Linked DNA regions of Mus musculus: regions 2 and 3 are each linked to region 1. Evidence: chromatin contacts called from public Hi-C and HiChIP or PLAC-seq data. All regions are on one chromosome and are shown on one strand. The core of a region is the stretch at or near the end of the contact, and the rest is flanking DNA. Distances in the headings are between cores, read along the strand shown.

The links. Hi-C and Micro-C count contacts between places; a contact is called where the count stands out from the background. HiChIP or PLAC-seq counts read pairs in DNA pulled down with a chosen protein or histone mark.
Region 2: a contact with region 1 is called in a Hi-C map of B cells, with 4 times the contacts expected there. The contact joins two enhancer-like sites.
Region 3: a contact with region 1 is called in an H3K27ac HiChIP or PLAC-seq map of acute myeloid leukemia, with 4 times the contacts expected there. The contact joins two enhancer-like sites. A contact is called at or near these places in 1 of 115 datasets of contacts at active chromatin or transcription factors (acute myeloid leukemia) and 1 of 9 other capture datasets (adipose tissue).

The regions. Positions count from the first base shown.
Region 1 is chr1:55,208,466-55,212,336 of GRCm38.p6, forward strand. Rftn2 (raftlin family member 2) reads right to left here. Exons shown (of 9, transcript NM_028713.1): 3 at 2,685-2,796. Gm51743 (a long non-coding RNA gene) reads left to right here. Exons shown (of 3, transcript XR_003948664.1): 3 at 2,367-2,691. Among named protein-coding and RNA genes, the nearest start is that of Gm51743, 8.4 kb to the left of the region's middle. Within about 2 kb of position 1,951, at least 119 of the 459 cell types and tissues checked have an H3K27ac peak or open chromatin away from gene starts, as enhancers often do. A contact at or near this core is called in B cells and acute myeloid leukemia, where this site is marked.
Region 2 is chr1:54,583,230-54,587,100 of GRCm38.p6, forward strand. No RefSeq gene overlaps it. Among named protein-coding and RNA genes, the nearest start is that of Pgap1, 27 kb to the left of the region's middle. Within about 2 kb of position 2,007, at least 146 of the 459 cell types and tissues checked have an H3K27ac peak or open chromatin away from gene starts, as enhancers often do. A contact at or near this core is called in B cells, where this site is marked.
Region 3 is chr1:55,821,009-55,824,879 of GRCm38.p6, forward strand. No RefSeq gene overlaps it. Among named protein-coding and RNA genes, the nearest start is that of Gm32949, 66 kb to the right of the region's middle. Within about 2 kb of position 1,758, at least 9 of the 459 cell types and tissues checked have an H3K27ac peak or open chromatin away from gene starts, as enhancers often do. A contact at or near this core is called in acute myeloid leukemia, where this site is marked.

The DNA of each region.
Region 1 (3,871 bases), core at 701-3,200:
CAGCTTGTAGGAGTTAGTTCTCCTCTTCTAAGCCCTGAGTTCCAGAGACTGAACTCTAGTCATCAGCTCTGGGAGCCACGCCTTACATCTTGGTCTGTCTTGCCTGCCTTGGAGGACTGATATTTTTTAATGGGGTGCTTTAAAATCCTGAAAAAAAAATGCAAACTGAATATTAAACAGAATGGTCAGGGGTGGGATCTAGCCCAGAGTAGAGTGCCAGCATGCAGGAGGCGTGCATGTTCAGCCCTCAGTACCACAGACAAGGACACAGACTAAAAATAGAGGAGACATTAATATGTTGTTAAAGCTTGACTTTAACTGTTTAGCTGTTCAACAATCAAGTCGTCACACAAAGTGGCTGTTCAAAAATAATCTTTGGCATTGCTCTTGTGCATGCCCGGGGCAATGATGGCCTATCTCACATGCATGCTTCCTGAAGCTTTTCTCTTAGAGAAGAACCCCACTACTCTAGGGGCTGCAACAGCAGGCTTTCCTGTTTCAGTAGGTCTTCAACGGTGTCCAGGAAGTTAGATTCAAAACAAGCACCCTGGTGGTTCTCTATCAAGACTCACTTAGTAGCTACATTTTTGTTTTCAAAAGAAACTGTCTGGAGTGGATTTATTCCCAGAAAGGAAAAATAACAAATAAAAACCAGAATAGTAGCAGAGAGCAGCTTGTGCACTCTGTAAAGCCTGGGTTTTTCCTTCCCCCTCAGCTGAATGGTAACCTGTACCTAAACTGGAAGAGACCTGGTTAACAGCTGTTAGTGTGAGTCGCAGTCCACAGGTGATCCTCCACAAGTGAGGTCACCGCCTGAAGGCAGCAACAGAAACACTCCACCTTTCCTTTTTCTCTTTGTAACTCAGGCTGCTCTGGAAGCCAGGGTCCCCCTGCCCTCAGCATCCTAAGTGCTCAAAGGTCGGAAGATGTGAGTCTGCATGCCTCACTCCAGTCTCACAATCTTTACCTGAAAAAAAGCGGAGTGGGTCCTTGACACCATATATTTAAATTAAATAAAGGCCACCTGGGTGTGCTGCTCTGATTTAATTCCAGCACTCAGAGGCACTGCTAGGCTGATCCCTGTGAGTTCAAGGCCAGTTTGGTCTAAAAAAAAAAAAAATCAACCTGTGCATCTCCTTTGGCACACCTCTATCTCTAAAAATATTTATATGAGTCATAGCAGTAGCAAAATTACAGTTTTGAAGTAGCAATGAAATAATTTTCTGGTTGGGGGCATCATAACATGAGGGACTGTATTAAGGAACTGCAGCATTAGGAGGGGTGAGAACCACAACAGCTAAGGCTACATAGTGAAACTGTTTTAAAAAACAAAACAAACGAAAACCCCACAAAACCAAAGACAATGACGACGATAACAACAACAACAACAACAAGAAAAGGACTTATAAGAATGTCAATGTGACTAAAAACTTTCAACAAAAAATTCTATCAATTTAGAATATTTATGGACATATAGATCTTCCCTGGTTTGGTCAATCTACATTTAGTGTTCAGTTTTTTAATTTATGCAGCTTTCAAAGTATACATTATTGTAATTTTCCCTCCATCTCTTTTCAAGTTATTTTTTCTTAAAAAAATAAAATAATTTTTTTGCTAACACCTCCATTCACAACTGAATGTGTCTACTTTTTTGGTTTTTTTTCATATTTTAAAAAAAGAAAATCTTTTTATTTCATCTGAAACTTTTGGAATTTACTTTCCACAGACCTGCTCCCCTAAGCAGTGACTAAAATACACGTATGCTTGCCATACCCTATTGCTACATTTGCGGTTAAACTTCTGTGCAGCCGAACTTCCTTTTGCTCCCTCTGGTCTGCTCTCCTGGCGCTTGGTTATGATCCTGTCTATTCTTGGTTGTCACTTTGACAGGATCTGGAACCGATTAACAGCCAAGTTGATGGCGCACCTGTGAAGCCTTTTCCTGCTCAGATTAACCCAAGTGAGAAGACCCACCCTAAAGGTGGGCGGTGCTTCTGGTGGCAGCCCCGCTAAAGGAAGCGGGAGGCACAAAGCTTTTTTTTTTTTTTGGCCTTCTGCCCTCTTGCCCTCCTGTGCTGCTTCAGTCCACCATGCTGGCAGCAAATTGCTGCTGCTAGTTTTGTCTGACATTAAAGCCCAGTTTCTTCAGCCTTCAAAAAGGGACTGAAGACTAGTGGTTTTCCAGAATCTTCCAGGCCTTCAGCATCCAGCTGAGACTGGTTAGGCATCCGGTCTTTGGAAGGAGCTGCTTCAGGGTATAAGGCAGCCCCAGTGTGAAGGGGGCCACTGCTCTCCTCCTTAGACTGCTACATAAACCAACCGGACAAGCCCTTCAGTGCACTCACTCTCATGCTCTTCCTCCATAGGGTCCTGGCTAATGCAGTTTAGTAATGGCTCACAGGCTCAACATTTTGAATTCCGTGGAATATGGCACCATTGGTTTCTTAATCTTCTGGATCCTCCTCTGTAGCCCAGACTGCCTGGAGCTCATGATGTAGCCCAGGCTGGCTTTGAACTCGTGTTGTAGCTGAGGATAGCCTTGCACTCATCGCCCCTCCCCTTGCACAGCCCCAGGATTACAGGCCTGTGCTACCATGCCTGGCTTCCCGGTGGTTTTCAGGTAAGAAAGGAAACTGTTTCTTAGCTGCCCCAGGAAGGCACTCTCAGTTCCTTCGACGCAGTACCTTGTCCATGAGTTCCTTTGCAGCGTCGTTTGCTTGTGCCTCACAAGTTAGTGGACACTCCTCCATCACAAGCCTTGCGCGCCTTTGTCCGCCTGCTGCAGAATGCTTGGGGCTGCAAGGAGAACAGGCATGGTCAGAGGCAAGCTGCTGCTTTCCAGCTATGTCCATAGGAAAGCCTTGAGCGGCTCAAAAGCAAGGTCAAGGCCATCACTTTGTTCCTTCATTCCTGATGCTTATCTCAGAGTGCTGCAGACACACAGAGATTTCTGTTACCTTGTATTTCCTTAATTTAAGCTTCCAGGGATTTGAATTCCTAATTTAAGGAGACTGCTGTTGGGCAGGAGCACAAGTAAGCACAGGAGCACGACAATCCTATTTAAATGCAGAGCAACACGTCTGTCTCTCCCTCTTTGTCTTTACTGAGCTCTAACTTTTGCCAGGTTGTAGCCACTGCTGAGCCTATCTAACACCAAAAGCAGGAAGGGCATTTATACACAGTTGATGGAATTTGTAATCAAGACATAGCATTACTACAGCATAAAAATGTCAAAAGTGTAAAAATGAAAGTGCTTAATAATGTTTGGAATGGAAACATTTATATTCTAGTAAAGGCTGAAGTCCATACACACTCTTGTGTGCCTGTGCATGTGTGTGTGGATTCTGTGTGTGGATTGTGTGTGTGAATGAGTATGTATGTGTGTGTGAGTGTGTGTGTATGCATAGGTAGTTACTGCTTCTAATAAACCAGACTGAAGGGGCTGGGGACATGGCTCAGTGGTAGAGTACCTGCCTAGAATGTGCGAGATCTTGGATTTGATCTTTAGCAGTGAACAACAAAACCTCCAAAACTTCTGCTCGCTCCCCCCTTCCCCGCCAAACCACCGGCCCTAGAACAGGCTTTTTCTGTGTAGCCTTGGCTGTTGTGGTACTTGCTCTGTAGACCAGGCTGGTCTTGACACTCAGAGAGCTTGCCTCCCTCTGCCTCCTGAGTGCTGGGACTAAAGGCATACACCAACATCACCCAGCTTTTTTTTTTTTTTTTTTAATACTTAGATAACTTAAGTGTCTCAGACAGGTCTCAAACCTAATATGTAGTAGAGAATGACTTTATTTTTTGACCCTCCTGAATGCTAGGATGACAGGCGTGTGAGCCTATATCTGGTTTCTGTGGTACCAGAAAATGAGCC
Region 2 (3,871 bases), core at 757-3,256, 630 kb before region 1:
GGACTCAACCCCTCTTAGACCTAGTGGGGAAACCCCCACCCAATTCCCACTTCAGCGTGCACCCAAAAAATCATGAAGGACCATCTCTTGATGTAATTACATGAGAACGTTTAATGACGGAGCTCCAGACCAACATGCATCCCACACAGGAGATAACGGATGTCGACCACGAGGCTCAAAAGCTAGGGGTTTTTATAGGGTAAGGGGCTTAGGGGTGTGGAATTCAGCATAGCAACACACTATTGGCTTATTCAAACATTAACAGAAAGATTACAGGGCATCAGGACTTTGTTCCTGTGGGCTGGGGGCTTATCTTTGTTCACATAGCAACCAGTTGATGTATGACTTTACCCAGGTCAAGGGGCAGTAGACAGAGGGGAGGTTCCGGCCAGGTGGTGTTGACCCAGACAAGATAGCCCTGTTTGTACAATCAAGCTGTTCTTAGGAATGTCTTGACAACAGCCCTGTCTGTTCTGCTTTGTTCTTGGCCCCAGGTCGGGGGCTCATAGACAACTCTTTTACATGAATCACAAGATACAAAATCTCATTTTCTTTCACCCCCACAGTTACCTGGCAACAGCCAGGTATGCTCCTCCCCCAATGGCCTGGCCCACTATAAAAGGGCCTGCTTGCCCCCTCTTCTCTCTCTTACTCTTACTCTTGCCTCTCTCTCTGGCCTCTTGTCCTCTTGCTCTCCCTCTCTCCCTCTCTCCCTCTCTCCCCCTTCTCTTCTCCCCTCCATGTGGTCATGGCTGGCCTCTACCTCTCTTCTCTTCTCTTCTCTTCTCTTCTCTTCTCTTCTCTTCTCTTCTCTTCTCTTCTCTTCTCTTCTCTTCTTCTCTTCTCTTCTCTTCTCTTCTCTTCTCTTCCCCCCCCCCTCTCTCTCTCCCTTTTTCTGCCTCTACTATCCTCTTAACTTCCCTCCCCATGCCCTTAATAAACTCTATTCTATACTATACCATCATGTGGCTGGTCCCTCAGGGGTAAGGAATGCCTCAGCATGGGCCCACTGAGACATCCCCTTTCCCCACACCTCACCACACCTAGCTAGAACATATCCTTATATCTCTTTCTTTCTTTCTCTCTCTTTCTTTCTTTCTTTCTTCCTTCCTTCCTTCCTTCCTTCCTTTCTTTCTTTCTTTCTTTCTTTCTTTCTTTCTTTCTTTCTTTCTTTCTTTCTTTCTTTCTTTTATAATCACAACAATTTTGAACTCAACACACCAAAGGCCCAAAGCAGCTGTCTTGAGCATTTCAGTTTGGTGGCTGTTTGTACAGCTAGCTGTGTGACTGGTTTTTCTTTCTGCTACTGAAAGGCCTGCTTCAGAACTTAGAGCTGCCATTGTGCATCTGAAAGCTTCGTGGCTCAATCCCTGCCTGCTGCCAAAGTTCTGTTTGAAAGCCTCCTAGAAGTAAAATTCTTAGAGATTCATATTGTGGCACATTGCAAAAGGCAACACTTAAAGAAGGTGTGCACCCAGGTCACTGGCTCTGCTCTTAAGATCCTGAATTCAATGAGTCACACACACACACACACACACACACACACACACACACACACAACAAGCTCCAACAGCTCCCTTCTGGAGGCTCTGTATGACTAATAACCATTTGTCCCTAGAGGAGAGGAGCTAGCCTGATTTTTCAATCTGTTATTTCTTTTTCTGCATCTTGTGGGTGGATCACATGATAGAGACTTTAGGCAAGCAGGTATGTACAGGTAGGTGGCCGTATCTGCTAGCTCTGTTCCAGGAGTTCCAACAGCTGTGCTTATTCTGATGACTAGCTAGAAGAACAGGGGTGGATCCCTCCCTCCTTTCTTGTTCACAAAATCAGTGCTGAGATGAATCCCTTTAAACAGTGAAGAGAACAGCAGGTGTTGTATCCTGAAGAGGTAACAAGTTGTCTCAGCTGAGGAAAGAAAAGCTAAGAGGAGCAGACCTCAACAGTTAGAGACACCGTGTCTGAAAGGAAGAAAAGAAAGAAGTTAAGCCTAAAGAACAAAGCAAAAATAAGTGCAGAGCCACAGGACCTGGGGGGCTGGCCTAGTGCTGATAGGGAAGTGGGCTAGACACACCTCAAAGGCTCCCTGCACCAGCCTGTTACTCTTCCTCACCAATATCTCCTTTTCTAATCTAAGTTCCCCAAGTTGACCACAGTTGGGAGGTCTAAAAGTATTACAAAAGTATTTTACATTACAACAGCCCAAGGACAGAAGGAAGAAGTGGCCCAAGTGAGCAGGCTGTGTTTTTCCACGTGAATTTATTCTGAGTGGGGTGAACGCCCAGGAGAGGCAGGCACCTGAACGTTCACATCGACGCACGCACACACAGGAAGGAAATTCTGACCCGTTCTACATGCTTGATCCCTAATGAGATGCAAAGTGGAAAAAACCCAGAAAGGACAAACACTTCCTGTTGAGGTACACAGGGTGGTTGTATTTATGAGACAAAAAAGCATTGTGTCCAAGCAACGAAGAGCTGTAAAATTAACATATGAAAGAAGCCAGTTGCTAAGAAAGACTGGAGGCCCTTCCCCACCTGGGCGCTGCTGCTGCTGCATGTTGTTGTTGTTGTTCTCCTCATCCTCCTTTTTTTTCTTTTCTCTTCCTTTTTATTGATTCCCTGGGAACCCACACATCTTGTACTCTAATCCCATTCATTTCCTTATCCCTTTGTATCTGCCCTCCACTCTTGCAACCTCACCCCACCAATCAATAAGCAGGGGAGAGAGAGAGAGAGAGAGAGAGAGAGAGAGAGAGAGAGAGAGAGAGAGAGAGAGAGAGAGAGAGAGAGAATGAATCATGGAAGCTGTAGTGTATCACATCTTTACTGGCAAATGTTCATTGCAGTGAGTCGCTGGGCTTCTTGCAGAAAGAAGCAGAACAAGCAGTAGAAAAATCCCAGTGAGACACAGACCTAGGAGAGGTGGCTACTATAAAGCTTCCTGAGCCTCCTGTGTGGATGCCTTTCTTCCACCTCACTACCCTCTCCCATTCTAGAGAGTCTTTCTCTATAAACCATTCCTATTTCTGTTTTCCTTAATAAACGTTATATAAAAAAACATTCCTTTCAACCTTTAAAACGTCAGCAGGGGACTCAGCTGCATTTCTATAGCAGTAGATTGTGATTCTGGGGGGCACTGGGGGGGAGGGAAAAGAGTTATTGCTTAACGGGTTCAGAGTTTCAGTTCTAGTTTCAGTTCTAGTGAGGAGAGATATACAGATGGAAGGCTGGGACCGTTGCACAACTGGGTATATATTAAATATCACTGACCTGTACACTAAAAACATGATAAAAGTGATGGAATTTTTGGTATAAATATTTTACCACAAGATTTTAAGCATGAGTGACGGCCTTGGGAAGATCATTTCTTTTTTTGTTTGTTTGTTTGTTTTTTGTTTTTCGAGACAGGGTTTCTCTGTATAGCCCTGGCTGCCCTGGAACTCACTCTGTAGACCAGGCTGACCTCGAACTCAGAAATCCGCCTGCCTCTGACTCCCAAGTGCTGGGATTAAAGGCGTGCGCCACCACGCCCAGCGGGAAGATAATTTCTTATACTGGCTACACACACATGCATTATATGTGATCCCTCTAGGCACTTTCACTGAGAAATCCAATGATTCTTGATTGTAGGAAAGAAAAGTATATTAAGAAGGTATGTTTTAATTTTTAGGAATTGCTTTTAATGGCAGTATCTTCCTTTTCATGCTGCCAAGAAGTTAATCTTTTTTTTTTTAAACAAAAATGACATTTTCCTGAGAAGTAATTAATCCCACTATGAGAATGAGCAGGAAAGAAAAGACATTGGGACAATGTGTCATGCAGAGCACAGTATGCTCGGGGGGGGGGGGGGAAGGACAAGGGACAAAAAC
Region 3 (3,871 bases), core at 508-3,007, 610 kb after region 1:
CAGTGGGCAGAGAGTGGTGGCAGGCAATGTGCTTGTTCTAGCTTTAAATTCACCCTCATTTAAGTCTGTCTTAGACACAGAGCAAGAGGAGGATGGAAGTCAGGGGCTCTCAACCCTATCCAAGCTGGGTTGCATTTAAAGTCCATTGCAGACATTGTGGGAAGACGTAACTTCTCATCCGCTCTGAGTAACTCACCTTGGGTTAGACAGCTCTTACCACCAGGACCTGTACAGTGAGTCCAGTCTTGTCTGCTGCTCCTCTGTCCTCCCTCCCACCCTTTCTGCTTACATCACTGATGGAGATCAGGATCAGCACCTTCCTTCTTCTCTGCTACTTTTATGGATGTGAAAATGATTACTCAACTTCTTTGTTAGGCAAGACTTTCTTTTAACTTTGCCTCATAAATTTTATTTTTCAAGTCCCTTAATTATCTTTCTGGTGCTTCTCTGGATTGCTTGCAAGTTAACATAATACTGTAATTTAGTGATTCTGATTTTTTTTTTATGGCACTCAGATCCGTTTCCAAATCGTTTTTAGATTAATGGGTAAATTACTCATTTGTACACAGCTTTCATCTTAAAATACCATTAACTCACCTCCTAAATCTTTGTGGTTTTGCTGACAGAGAGGGAAAAAGGTCACTCTCAACACTTTCTGAGAAGCCTTGGCTTTCAGCACAGAAAGCTGGGCTTTTGAGCTTTTTGGAAAGTAAGGTCAGAGCAGACAATCCGTAAATATATACTAAGGAAGTGAGGAAATCATAAAGATATTTGTTATCTTCTTAGTTTACTTTTTTTTTTTTGAGACAGCACCCCAAACTTTTTGTGTACACCTGGCTGGCCTTGAACTCACAGAGATTTACCTGTCTCTAACTTCCGGATGCTCAGATCAAAGCTATATATCGCCACACTAATTCTTTATTTTATTCTGAAAAGATAAATTATATAGTCTTATAATCATGCCATTTTGAAGTCTCAGCATTTAACAATTTACTGGATTCATTGTTATTCTTAAATTTACTTTCATGTGATTATAATTTACTTTAAATATAATTGCATCATCTATTTTAAGTATTTTTTCTGTATGTATTCTTATCTTTAATTACTCTCCCCCTTCCTAACAGAAAGTAATGCATTCATCCTCCTGGACATATTTTCACAATTAAATATAAATTTAATGACTTGTAACTGTTGCAAAAATTATTCTGTAGTCTCCTATGATTCTTGATTTTGTAACTAAAGAGATCTTCATAGAAGTTTATTTCAGTAACATTTGTGCATTTGACTCCTTTATTTTCATTGATATGGGATGGAATGGGATTAATACTATTTAATAATATTAAATCAGCACATGTTCCATGTATGGATGTAGCATTCTCAGATTCTGTATCAGGCCATATCCTCAGAAGGAAGGCTCTGCTGTTCTGATATCAGAACCAACGTATGGAGGGTATGATATAACCTTGCTCATAAATTGAAAAATCAGTGAATTACACAAACATCAACATTAAAAAGGAACTAAAAAGTTAAAACAGGGAGTAATCAAGTAGTAAATTAAACACAAAGGAATACTAAAAAATTAAGTCCAAAATCTGTTCTAATCTGAACCCTAGGACAAACCTCACCACTCCATCCAATGTTTGCAACAGTCCCACAGTTTCCATCCCCTAAAGGGTAAGGCTGGGAGACTCTGGGGTCAGTGCAGGACCTCAACAAAATAGACAAAATTCTGACCAAATTTGTGAACAAATAACTTAACGAGCTCAGCTCTGTGGTTCAGGAACAGGAAGTTTGGGCGAGAGAAGCCTCTGAGAATCCTAAAAGATATTGCCTAACTTTCTGTAAATAAGCTTGAAATGGATAATGTCATAATAAATATAACTTACTAAGTAGATATAAAAAGCGTAAGTAGACCGATTAAGAGAGAAATAATAGAAAAATCAGAATTCTCTACTATGAGTCCCAGTAGAGATCTAGAATTATTAAAACTTCATGGATAAATTAATTTTGATTAGTTTCTTAAAGCATAGTTTAAAATACTTTAGCAGTTCTCTATGTTTATTTAAGAATCAGGCAAAATTTGCTTCTCAGAATGAAATTCCAGCAACATCTCTATCTTAGCCTGTTTGACCCACTATAGCAAAACATCTCGGGACATGTGTTTTATAGGGAGGCACATGGATTCCTCTATGCTAGAGGACAGGAGTTCCAAGATGAAGGTATTTGGTATATGGAAAGGGTCAATTCTTCATAGAAGGTACCTTCTTGCTTTGACCCCACGTGGGGCGGATGGGCAAGCAGGCAACTTCAAGCTGCTTTTGCCAGGGTCCCAACTCCCTCCACGAGGGCTCTGTCCTTGGAACATCAGCATCTCCCAGAGGACTCATCTGTCAAGATCCTGCCCTGCAGGGTGGGTTTCAGCACATGAGTGCTATGCTTGTGCTCTTGTTCCAAACACAGCATCCACATGGCCACCAGTGAAAAACACATGTGAGGTCGAGACAGGGCTGTCTACCTCTATAGTACGCAGAAGGCGGTAGGTAACTAATTTAGATGAAACAAATTAGAGGTACATCAGTTGCATAAGGAAGAAAAAACTTCCTGCAGATAATTCAGTTATGACCTTGACAGCCTTGATTGATAACCGAAAAACCAAGCCCTTCCTGAGGGCCTTTTCAGAACCTGGACTTTCCTAGAAGCAAAATCATTAAAAACAAAAAAACAAAAAACCCAAGTACTTCTGTTCATAAATGTGTATTCTAAGCATGCAACATCTAGCTTTTCTAGTTTCCAGATTTCTAGAAAAAGTTTGTGCAGTAGTTCTCAGAAACATGTTGGTGGGAAAAATATTTGTCCAGTATGTGTGTGTCTAAGATCAGATAAATTGAATGTAAGACACTTAAATAATTTATTTTCTTTCTTTCTTTCTTTCTTCCTTCCTTCCTTCCTTCCTTCCTTGCTTGCTTCCTTCCTTCCTTCCTCTCTCTCTTTCTTTCTTTCTTCTTTCTTTCTTTCTTTCCTTGTTTCTTTCTCTCCTTCTTCCTTCTTTGCACTTTTGTACTCTTGCATAAAACATTGCTGTTATAAAGTACAATGTCAATCAGATTGTGTTTCTCTCACAGTCAATTAGTATGTTTTCCTGGGTCCCGAAGCATGTCTTTTTTTTAAAAAAAATCTTAGTATTTTCATTAGGTAACATTTTCTTATTTAATTGGTTTACCTTCTTTCAGGCAGACAGAGATACCCTTAAAATATAGAACTCCCATGTGTGTGTCTTTAAGTCTGTGTGTGTATGGTGTATACAATTACACTTCTTTCTGTGTGTCTAGCAACACTTTCAAATGTAGACCCTTGGTCTGCTTGTGGCATGTTCTTCATGGTTCTTAATTCTGACTGCACACAACAGGTTCTTGAAGCTGTCAACGACCCAGGTCTACACAAGGCTCTTTTACTCATAGTTTCTAGGTGTACCGTTCTGGTCTTGGTATTTTTAAAAAGCTCCTTGGTCATTTTCCTGGGGTATCAATTTTGACATAGTTGTACCAGGGAGTTAGTTCCTTGAAAAAATTGATTTTCAGTTCCAAGAGTCCCTCAGCCTCTCAGGATGGGTTTGAGAGCACACTGGCTGTGTAAGTAGGCTCTTATGCCTGCTGTTCAGGCAGGCAGTGGGAAGGGCCATGAGCTAGTAACAAAATCTCTGAAAGAAGATAAGGGTCAATGCCCACAACTAGCTCACTGCTTCCTACCCATTGGGTAAATACTTGCCACACAAGTCTTAGGACCTGGGTTATATCTGGAACACATGTTAAAGATAAAAAGCCAGGCATGGCACCATGTCCCTGCAATCCCAGTGCTGGGAGGTAGAAGCAGA